Regions from separate parts of the Neogale vison genome. Here region 1 is linked to region 2. The links are chromatin contacts, called in public Hi-C maps. All regions are on one chromosome and are shown on one strand. Each heading gives the region's core, a stretch centred on a gene start, on an enhancer-like site or on the middle of the called end of the contact. The rest is flanking DNA. Distances are from core to core; before and after follow the strand shown. Region 1 holds the start of DAPK2 (death-associated protein kinase 2). Region 2 has its middle 93 kb from the start of HERC1.

The links. Hi-C and Micro-C count contacts between places; a contact is called where the count stands out from the background.
Region 1: a contact with region 2 is called in a Hi-C map of muscle, with 4 times the contacts expected there. The contact joins the promoter of DAPK2 here to the enhancer-like site in region 2. A contact is called at or near these places in 2 of 3 Hi-C or Micro-C datasets (fibroblasts and muscle).

The regions. Positions count from the first base shown.
Region 1 is chr13:105,692,524-105,698,070 of ASM_NN_V1, reverse strand. DAPK2 (death-associated protein kinase 2) reads left to right here and starts at 3,604. Exons shown (of 12, transcript XM_044229884.1): 1 at 3,604-3,695. The coding sequence starts at 3,624.
Region 2 is chr13:105,562,972-105,568,558 of ASM_NN_V1, reverse strand. No RefSeq gene overlaps it. Among named protein-coding and RNA genes, the nearest start is that of HERC1, 93 kb to the right of the region's middle. Within about 2 kb of position 2,733, the one cell type or tissue checked has open chromatin away from gene starts, as enhancers often do. A contact at or near this core is called in fibroblasts, where this site is marked.

The DNA.
Region 1 (5,547 bases), core at 2,355-4,854, 130 kb before region 2:
GAACGTGCTCTGGGCCAGGCTGTAGGCGGGTGGGGTGAAAAGATGGCTAAGTTCCATTTCCTCCTCTAAGGAAGCTTACAGCAGACATTTAAGGAAAAATTAAAAGAGCTAAGACTCATTGAGCACTTTGCCATGTACCAGGTACCAGTCTAAGTCCTTTGCATGGATCCTTGATGAACTGAACATTCACAACAGCCTAGGAGACAAATCTTAGCTCCACTTGACCACTGAGGATAAGGAGGCACAGAGAGATCAAGAAGCTTGCCCTAGATCACACAGTAAGTAAACTGCATGCAGGGACCTGGCATCATTTGTCCTCACACTACACACCCTCTGGGCTGACCCCAGGGCTAGCTGCCCCAGCCAACACATGCAGCATCTTAGTCCCTGCCCTGTCTCCTTGTCCACAGGTTGTTAGGCTCTGTATACTTGCTGGGCAACCAAACTGTGCTTTAGGATATCACCACTTTCATTGCCCTTTGCTGCCTGCCACGGTCACCTCTTTCCCGGTGGACTTGTTCTCTGTGGAAGCTTCAAGCTCTTGTGACTCACCCATCTCATGGTCCCTTGGAGTGTGTTCAACAAAGCAGGTGCTCAGATGTGTTTGCAGTTTATTGGGTTGATGGAGGGTGGTTTCATTTCCCCAGATCTTTGTGACATGAGCAAAGTGGTTCTCAACCTGCCCACTGGAATCACTTGGGAGTTTTAACCACTACTGATGCCCAGACATCACTCCCAGAGGTTGCTATGTCATTGGTGAGGGGTGTGGTCTGAGCACGGGGATCATTAAACACCCTCAGGCAATTCTGATGTGCAGCCTGGGCTGAGAACCCCTGTATTAACACCATTTTGGAATCTTTGGAAGTTTCCACTGAGAGAAGACAGTGTGTAGGTGGGTTAGGGGAGCAGAAAGATCCTGGTCTTTGGAGGTGGGCAGGACAGATTCACAGCGGAGCTCAGCTACTTACAAGTTAGGGGAGCTTGGGCAAGTCAACATTTCCAAACCTCAGCTACATCATCTATAGGAAGGGATCGTTGCATCCACCCCGAAGTAAAGTTCCTGTTATGGAGAAGGTACTTGCTGGAAGAAATGCTATATGTGGCAGCTATTAAAATGAATTATATGTCTCTCCATCCAACATAAAATTTCTAAGGGCTAGGGACTTGGATATCCGTGGGAGACAACAGAAAACAAGACAGTCATCTTGTGCTATTTACATTCTAGCAATCCAATCTAACAAACTTTATCAGGTTTGGGCTATCAGCCGTTGCCTGGGTACAGAGATGAACGAGACATTGTCCTTGCCCTAAAGGCAAAGGGAAGTGGACACTGATGATAACTAAAATAGGGGAAGGAGAATGACAATTTGGTACAAACCAAGAGTGGTGGGGCTCTGGGGAGAAAGCCATCTGGAGAGGAAGGGAGATGGTATCCGTGGAAGATAAGGATACCCATCCTTCAAGGGCCCTTGAAGGATGGATATGATTTTGTAGGATGGGACTGTGGGAGTGTGGAGTGACTTAAACAAAAGCATGGAGGCAGGAACAGCCAATAATCCAACCTGGCAAGAGCGCTGGCTGTGCAGACATATGAGGGAAAAGGGTGTATGTGTGGGCCTGGGAACTGCCGGTTGGAGCCTTAATTGCCAGAGTGAGGCATTTGTGCTATTTTGCCAGCCATGGGAAGCATGCAGGAGCTGGAGCAGAATCACGCTCTTAGCTCTTAATACCCAGCCCCTCCTCTGGTTTCATTCTGGAATAGATGCACTTCTTGCTATTACCCTCGGGGTCTTTCCTTCTCTGCCCACTGCCACCTTGGTCCCATGTGCAGTGCTCAGTGTCCTGTTGCTGCTCTCAGGGGAAGGTCTGATACGTTCACTCAACCTTAAGCAAAAAATGCATTTCCAGATGGTACCTCCCTAGGCAATTGCATTTGGCAAGAACAGTGCAGGGAGCACCAGACAGAATCTGTCAGAGGCCTGGTTCTAATCCTAGCTCTGCCTCTCACCAGCTGTGTGACTTTGGACAAGTCACTTTTTCTTTTCTGAGCCTCCGTTTCCTTGTCTGAAAATGACAGGCTGGATGGGATGACTGAAAATGACCCTTCCTGCTGTGATGTTCTTCGACTAATTTGCCAAGTATCAAACCTAAGAATGTCAGTTTTGCCTTATGTGAGGGGATGTTGTTTTTGCAAATTAGGTGTTAAGCATGAGGCTAACTGGGGAAGTGATGGAGAGGTGACATGTAGGTATTCTGGCAGTGTTGACTGATTCCAGCTTGGCTTCATCATAGCCCAGGCTATGATGTGAATGAAGAAATATCCCAGCCATGCAAATTATTCCCCACCACTCAGATCTTCCTAGTTGAGGCCCTGGACATTGCGGAGCAGAGCTCAGCAATCCTGTGCACTGTCTGAATTCTTGAACCTCAGAATTTGTGAGCCTGGCAATATTGCTGTTTCAGCCACCAAGGCTGAGGTGTCTTCTTACATAGCAATAGATAACTGGAAGTGTGTGTGTGTGTGTGTGTGTGTGTGTGTGTTTTGAGGGTAGTCTGAGGATAAAGGGTCTCCTTACACTGGTGAAACTTCTGTGGGTGGCCTCCTCTATCACTGACTTTGGAAGCCAGCTCTGGTCTTGGGTATTACTCTAGGTAGCATGGTGCTCTTGGGACAGGAGACTCAGAGTCTGCACTGTCCTGGGATGTGATAAAGTTTATAAACAAGGGAGCTCTTTGGTCTTTCTGATCAGGTGAAGGAAAGGGCTCATCTGTACTTGTCAGTACTCCAGTCTGTGTGGGGGAGGTTACTTACACTGGTGGAAGTCTTCTAGGTATATCCTATACTTTTTTTTGTTGTTGTTAAAGACTTTATTTATTCGTCAGAGAGAGAGAGAGAGAGAGAACAAGCAGGGGGAGAAGCGTGCTCCCCAGTGAGCAAGGAGTCCAGTATGAGAATGGATCCCTGCACTCTGGGATCATGACCTGAGCTGAAGGCAAATGCTTAACCAACTGAGCCACCCAGGCATCCCTTACACATGTTATATTTCAGTCCCATAGTAGCTCCATTAGAAACTATAAGAAGGGGGGCGGTGTTTGCCCCACTTTCCTGACGAAGGAGAAGTTCAGGTGCCATGCCCAAGACTATACATGGGGAATGGCAGAGCAGGGCTTTGTACCAAGGAGCAGAACTCCAAATCAAACACCTTTTCCTCTAGGACCCCTTGAGGAGCCCTGTTGGTGACTTAGGGATGGGAAATTTTGGGAAGGGGCCTCCATTTCCTTTCGCTAAACAGTCTCTTGTCTTCAAATAAGTTCTGTCTTGGCTGTGTTTCTGTTTCCGCTTCCTTCTTCCCATCACCCGCTCCACTCTCATTCCTTTTTTTTTTTTTTTTTCCTTCCTGGCATTTTTGGCAGAAGACAGAGAGGAGGAATCCACTGCCAAGTCCTTTATTAAGGAAGGCTTGACGGTGATGTGGGGGCTTCACTCACCAACCCTGCAGAGGCTGGGGGAGGGGACATAGAGGACACCCGAGGTTAGGCCACTCCCAAGCTGGGGGTTGGTGGGGACAAGGGGAGTGTCCTTCTCCCTCTCAGCCCCCACCCAGCTGTGAAAGCCAGCGGTGATGTTCCCAGAAGAGCATCCCGGCTGGGAGGGAGGAAACGGCCTATTCCCTCGTGGGACTTCCTCTCTCACGGTGTGTGCGTTGTGGGGGGTGGAGGGGTGGGCAAGGGATCGGGAGTGAGAGGACAAGGAAATACCATTTTCTGAGCGATTGTGCCAAGATATAGCAGATTATCATCGGCTCATTTAAAGCAATTTCCAGATCAGACTTGGAGAGGTTAGTTGACTTGTCCAAGGCCACACAGCCTGTGAGGGGCAGAACGCTAAGGACGCGGGAAGAGTCTCGCTGCTGGCTCTCCCCACCACTCCTGGAGGTGTCTGGGGACCTGGCAGGAGGCTCTCGACGCTCACCTCAGGGCGGTCCAGAGGGGGCTCCCAGTAGGGGGCGCCCCGAGCCCCCGTCCCGGGACGCCGGGCGCGCCTCCAGCCGGCGCCTGGGACGGAGCCGCCGCTCCGCCCTCTCGGCTGCTCAGCGGCTCCGCGGGCGGGCAGCCGGCCGGGAGCAGAGCAGAGCCGTGCGGCGCGCACCCGGTCGCGTCCGCCGTGCCCGTCCAGCGCAGCCTCTCGCCGTGAGTAGCGCCCGTATGCGGGCTCGACGGGCCCGACAGGGCGCGCGGGGCTGGGGCTAGCGGGGGCAGGTTGCTCCGGGATGCGCTCTCTGGGATTCCCCGAAGCCCGCCGCCCGGGTCCCTCACACCGTACCCCCTCCACCCCCGTCTGGGGGGTTTGGCCGGCTTTGCCCTCGGGAGCTGTGGCCGGCCCCCGGCCTGTCCGCTGTGCTCTCGGGCGCGCTCTGAAGCCTGGCACTTTGACCCTAGGGACGAGGGACGGGGTGGGAGCGACTGGCCGAGGCTTGGCACCCAGGGCGGGACCGGGGGAGGGGTGGGAGATAGGAAACAGACTTTCATCAATTTAGGGCCCCCATGAAGGGGAGAGCACTACAGATGTCCGGGAGGAGATGGGCTAGTCTTCTCTGCAGCCACCTCGCACACCTCCTCTCCCATTTGCACAAGGACGTGATTCCAGAAGGCTGCTCCACACACAGTCAGCTTGCTTGTGGCAGAATGAAGCTGTGGTTCCCGTCGTCATGGGCCCGGGGCCACTAGGGAGGCAATGGGGGTAGCCAGTAAGTTTGCAGCAGGCTGGGATAGAAGGGCTTAGGAGGGCGTCGTCAGTAGTTGACCCTGACTCTGGGCCAGGCATTGTGGACGTCTCCTGGCATGTGTGGGTCTGGCTGGTCCTCACCGTAACTTTGCGAGGTGGCGATTAGTGTTCTCACTTTAGGAGTGAGAAAATGAGTCCCAGAAAGGTGAGCATGGAGGCCATGCAGGTAGTGGTAGGTTGGGGGTGCACCCTGGGAGAGAGGGAGTCCTAGCTGGTTGCCTCAGAAGCAGGTGGGAAGGTCCCTGGGGCCAGGTGGAGAGAACAGCCCCTGGCACCTTGTACTCTAGAAACCAGTGGAGGGCAGCTGGGGGCTGCTGCTGTGGTTTCCGACTCTGTTTCCCAGCTGCCTCCATGTAAGGTATTTCTGGGAGACTCCTGGTGACTAAGGGGAGCTGGTGCCTTGGCCTCTTCACCAGTACTTTCAGAGTCCTGCTCTTCTCCCAAGTTGCGATTTAACCATAAAGTGGCCCCACTGATAATTCAGCTGCTTTGGAAGAGGCTTGGACAGGGGGTGCAGGGTGCGTATGGTTGGGGGTGAGTGTGTGCTGGTCTGGAGCAAGTTTTCAGCCGGCAGGAATGAGACCTGAACTGACCCTGATCACCTCCCCGAGGTTTCCCTCCTTATTAGACGTGAGGGTGAACGAGCAGGCTGTCTAGTGGAGCTGGACCTTCGTTAGAAAAATGGGTTTTCTCATGTCAGCTTAGGCAAATGGCTGATCTCTGGGCCCGCGCTTCCTCATCAGAGTTTGATTGGGGCTGGT
Region 2 (5,587 bases), core at 1,484-3,983:
CCCTCTCAGAGCTGCACGGCATCTGAGCCCTTTCCTATCCAACCCTCCTTCCTTCCCTCTCTCTTGTCTTTGGGGTCAGACCTCTTAGTGGTCTGAAACTCCCCCATGCCCACTCCTGCTCCCTTGCCCTTCATCTTTCCTAGGTGACTTCTCACCTAGATCTCCTGCACCTCTGATTCTGTCCTGGCATCTGCTTCCCAGAGGACCTAGATCTCCTGCACCTCTGATTCTGTCCTGGCATCTGCTTCCCAGAGGTCCTGCACTGACATGGGGAGAAAGGGAGAGAGCCAGGAAGTTTGAACTTGTGCCTCCTTCCTTCTCCACGGATCTCCTTTGGCAGTCATAGACTGGCAAGCCATCTCGCTCACTCGATGGCTGAGTGCAAAGCCACCAGTGCTCAGCTCACATCTTTTTTTTTTTTAAGATTTTATTTATTTATCAGAGAGAGAGAGGGAGAGAGAGTGAGCACAGGCAGACAGAATGGCAGGCAGAGGCAGAGGGAGAAGCAGGCTCCCTGCTGAGCAAGGAGCCCGATGTGGGACTCAGTCCCAGGACGCTGGGATCATGACCTGAGCCGAAGGCAGCTGCTTAACTAACTGAGCCACCCAGGCGTTCCTCAGCTCACATCTTTTTAAAAAGTAATGGTGGTTTGTGTCTTTAGCTAAAAAACAGTTCCTTCCCCCATCCAACCCTCTCTCCTTCCCTTCCTTCCTATCTCTCCACCTAACGTGGGGACTGAACTCACGGCCCCAAGATCAAGAGTTGCATGCTCCACCGACTGAGTCGGCCAGGTAACCCCAGAAACATTTCTTTAAGTAAAAACTAATCCTCTGTATCTCCCCTTTCTCTTGTCTCTCATCTTGAATCCCAGAATCCTGAACATGGCCCAAGATGCGCCTCGTGATCAGGCCCATGCCTGTTGCTTTAGCCTTTGAGCCCTTTGCTCACTGTGTTCCTCACAAGGCCTCCTTCTCGATTGCTTCAGGACCAGAGCATTTGTCCTCTGTCCAAGCCCCACCTTTTGGGAGTTAATTTCTAATTTTTTAGGTCCTAGTTTAAATGACACTTCCTGTGACTCTCCCCACTTCCAGTAGAGCTTTGGTCCGGGTTCTATTACCTCGTGTTGCACCTTCACGACACTCATTCATTTTAATTAAATATTGCATTAGTTTTCTGGGACTTCCATAAGAAAGTACCACAGACTGGTGTGGGCTTAAACAACTCAACTTCATTTTCTCATAGTTCTAGATGCCAGAAGTCCAAGATCGAGTTGTCAGAAGGGTTGGTTTCTACTAAGGCCTCTCTCATTGGCCTCCCCGCTGTGTGTCTGTGTCCTAACCTCGCAACTCCAGTCATAGTGGATTAGGAACCCTCATCTGACCTCGTCTTACCTTAATCACCTCTTTATAAGGGTTATGTACCTTCAAATACAGGGTCAGTCGAAGGTTTTGGAGCTTAGGACTTCAACATATGAATTTCAGGGGGAACAGAGGGAGACACATTCAGTACATAACAACGACTTACTTCAAGAATTACTTGAGGGACGCCTGGGTCGCTCAGTCGGTTAACCATCTACCTTCACCTCGGTCTGTGGTCCCAGAGTCCTGGGATCGAGTCCCCCATCAGGCTCCCTGTTCAGCCAGGAGCCTGTTTCTTCCTCTGCCTGCTGCTCCCCCTGCCTGTGCTCTCTTTCTCACTCTCTGACAAATAAATACATAAAATCCTAAAAAAATCATTACTTGAGGTTTTGATGTCTGTCTCCTCTAGCACACCATACACTTCATAGGAGCAGGACTGGTACTCTCCATTTGCTGTTTTCTGTGTAGTGTCTGTGTAGTAGGTATTAATGGAAGGAGCTAATGAAGAGATTGTCTTTCCTTGGTTGATCCAAAATGGCAAGTGTAGATGGAGGACCTCAGCAAGAAGCCAAAACAGAGCTCTGAGGACTGGGGAATGGGCAGCCATCTTCTCCGAGCATGGCCGGCCCTCATGGACATAGTCCAGTACACAATGGTGTTGAAGGCCTACTGTGCATCAGACTTTCATTTGACCTTAAAGGATGGATAAGTTTCTGTAAGAGAAGGGAAAAGAAGGTATGGATCTGTGTTCTGATTTCTTGTCCTTATGCCTTTCCATGATTGGACTTTGGAAAGTTACCAAAGAGCTGGTAGCCACCTGTTAGAGTTGGAGAAGCATTCAAGGTTAAGCATGGAGGACAGATATGACTCTGACTCAGTCCTTTGGAAGAGAGAGAGAGAGAGAGAGTGTGTGTGTGTGTGTGTGTGTGAACACATGGGTGTGTGTTTCTGGGTGTTCCCAGATATCTGTGTGTGTGCATGTGTCCTTGTGGGTGTATTTAGATGGGCATGTGTACACATATCACTGGATATGTCTGAGTTTTCTGTATGTATGTATCTGCTCGTGTGTCTAGGTGTGTCTGGGTGTGTGCATCCATCTCTGTGAGGGTATATCTGGATGTCAGGGTATTGTTCCAAAGGACTCATGGGGCAAGTGTCTCTGGGCCCAGGCTTGGCTGCATCTGTTCTGATCCTGTCAGACCTCTGAGGCTGGTCTGTTTGACATTCCAGAGGACAGGGTTGAGGACAGCTACATCTGCTGAGTCATAAGGATGTGGGTTGTATGTGTTCACAGTTGGACGTATCTCCTTTCACACACGGGGAGGGGAGATTTCAGTTGGGCCGGCTGACCGTGTGTTCTTTCAGAAGGTCATGACCTCAGCCAGCCCCAGGAAGGAGTGGAAATGAGAATGTTTATGAGATCTGGAGGTTAGCAGAAGGCGAGCTGAGACCCGGGTGTTCTCCAGCTGGGTCTCCTGGGTCACGGCTTTCTCAGGCCATTCCAATCAACCAAGTTGTTGCCTTTCAAGCTGACTGATGGGCACTTCCTGGAGGGGTAGGAGGCCAGGGAGGGTTGTCTTGAATGGTACAAATAGCAGACCTCACCCAACTCTTACAATCAGTGCTGCTCCTGGATAGGCCCCTCCAAGCCATGAGTCTAGACTCCAGAAAATCCTTCTCTTTCCTCTTCAACCAACCAACCAACAAACCAAAAAATAAACAAAAAGCACTACAACAGTTTACTTAGCCAAAATGCAATCAAGTGAGTCTTTCAAACTTGTCTGATTCAAACAGTAAAATTTTCCCCAGGGATGGCAGGGGCAGGAAGCCTCAGTCCCAGCCTCCTTGATTGGGATGGGTTGTATAGGATGTTTCCCAGGAGCAGATGGGAAAGGGTAGGAGGACATTCAGCCACAGGTGTGTATTTGGTAAGGCATCATGGGTGGGGAAAGGGTTTGAGCAGGCATGGGACGTAAGTACATACTGACTGAGAGTTCAGACACGCCTGGTGCGGTGCTAGGCACTGATCCCCAGGAGCCCCAGAGGGAGCAAACCTATAGATATTCAGCTTACTCATAGATAAGCTGCTGCGTACCCTTGAAGCTGGAGGCACAGGTGTGGAAGAGGTGAAGGAAGTGGGTACAGGTGCATCAAGGAAGGGTTAATCATTCTGAGGAGGCCATAATCAAAAGAGGGAGGTATGTTGGCCTGAAGTAGGGTCTCTCACCACTGGTCATGTCTTATAATCAGACAGTGAAGGCCACGGACATAAACTCGTGCTTGCCTACCGTCACTCTCCTCTGGTAAGTTCCTGCCAGCCTGTGGAGTCCCGAGACGGCCTAGAATGTGGAAGAGTAGGCTTGGCGGGCTGCCCTGGGAAGAGAGGAGCCTGAGAAGGAGGTTGGAGTGATCAGTACCTGCCTAACCAGGGACTTGAGCAACTTTGTAGATGCTCATTCAGCCTCACTGAGGGAACCCAGGGGCAACAGGGAGCTCACACTCTGCCGGTGGGACTTCAAGAGCTCGTGTCAAACCGTTCGCTTTATTACAAGTTCTTTCTCAACCTGGTCTCCCTGAAGATCCATTCGTCATCCTGGTTCTGTCTTCTGGGGTCACATCATTTAACAAATAGAGGTAGACAAAGATGACAAATACCGTGTCCTCAGGAAGTCCACAGACCAGTGACAGGAACAGCTGTTTATAGGGCAGGATGAAATAGGAGCTAAGCTGTGAGCTGAGGGGGTGTGTGGGGGGTGGGGGAGTCTTTTCTCGGGCCTGACGGGAGCCCTGGGGCGTCTGGAAGAGAGGACATTACAAATAGGCAGCATCTTTTTTTTTTTTTTTTCCCCTTAAGATTTATTTATTTATTTGAGAGAGAGAGATCAGGAGAGGGGCAGTGGGAAAGGGACAGATAACTCCCAGTGAGTGCAGAGTCCCACGCGGGGCTCCATCTCCTGATGAATCATGACCTGAGCCGAAACCAAGAGTTTCAGCTTCTTTAAGGGGATTTGTGTTTGTGGAGGGGCCGTGGGGGCCAGGCCAGGAGCGGCTTGAGCAAAGACACAGAGCCAGGAGGAGCCCGGCAGGGCAGGAGCCTGGTGTGGAGGGGAGCTGAGCGGGCCATGGAAATTGGATCCCAGAGGCCTTGAACGTAGACCTGGGCCTTTATTCGGTGAGCCATGGGGAGGTCCAGAGGGTTTGTGAGACTTTATCGGAGCTGGGATATACATCAGCTATTCTCACGCATCCCCTGGGGTCTGTTAGAAATGCAGGTTCTCAGGCCCCACTCCAGACCTGCCGAATCACAGACTCTGGGGGTGGGACCTAACGATCTGCTTTAACGAGCCCTGCAGGTGATTCTGATGCCATCTTGAGAAAAATAAAATAATGAACAGCTGAGGGGAGGCCAGGATGGGAGGGTTCTGGAGGAGGAAGACCAGTCAGGGCTCCTGGACTCAGCTGTACCAGCCGGAAGCAGGCCTGGCTTGGGGAGGGGGCAGGAAGCATTGGACAGATTGGGGGTCCAGTGCCAGCTCCTCCCCTTCTAGCTGCAAGAACCTGGGCAAAGGTCTGGCCTTTCCTGGGCCTCAACTTCTGCATCTTCAAAAAGGAGTCCTGACCTGCCCAGGACCAAGGGGCTTCATGGAACATAGGACTTTCAGTGCTAAACCCACAAGCATCTAAGGGAAACCGGGACAGTGAGTCACCCACCCCCTGTGCAGTGCCCAGAGAGAAACACTTCTCATGATGTTTATGGAGGGGATGGGTAGGGAGTAGGGCGGCTGGATTGCCCAGGCCCCGTCTCGGGAGTTGCGCGTCCCTCTTGCCATCTGTTTCCGGTGCTCAGTGGACCTGGCCAGAGCCCCTCCCACATGCCTCTGCCTGGATCTGGCTCTGAAAACCAGCAGAAAGGGAGATGGGGCCCAGGCTTGAGGCAAGGACGAAAGGCTGGTTCCCCATGGCCCTCTCGCTGGCCCAGTGCCTGGGTCACATGAAATACAATATGGCTGATGCCTTTCAGACCTTGCTGATGCTGCCACAGGCTGAAAATACCCAGGGCCTTGGCCTGGGCGCCTGGCTGACTCTCCTGGGCCAGGAGTGAGGGGAGCGGCTGTGGTGTCTGTTTACCCTACTGCTCTGGTCTCTGCTGGGTTCTTGCCACTTTAGCCGTGGCCAGGGGTATGGTGTGCTGGTATTACAGGGCCCTGTGGCCTCCCACCTTTCCTATG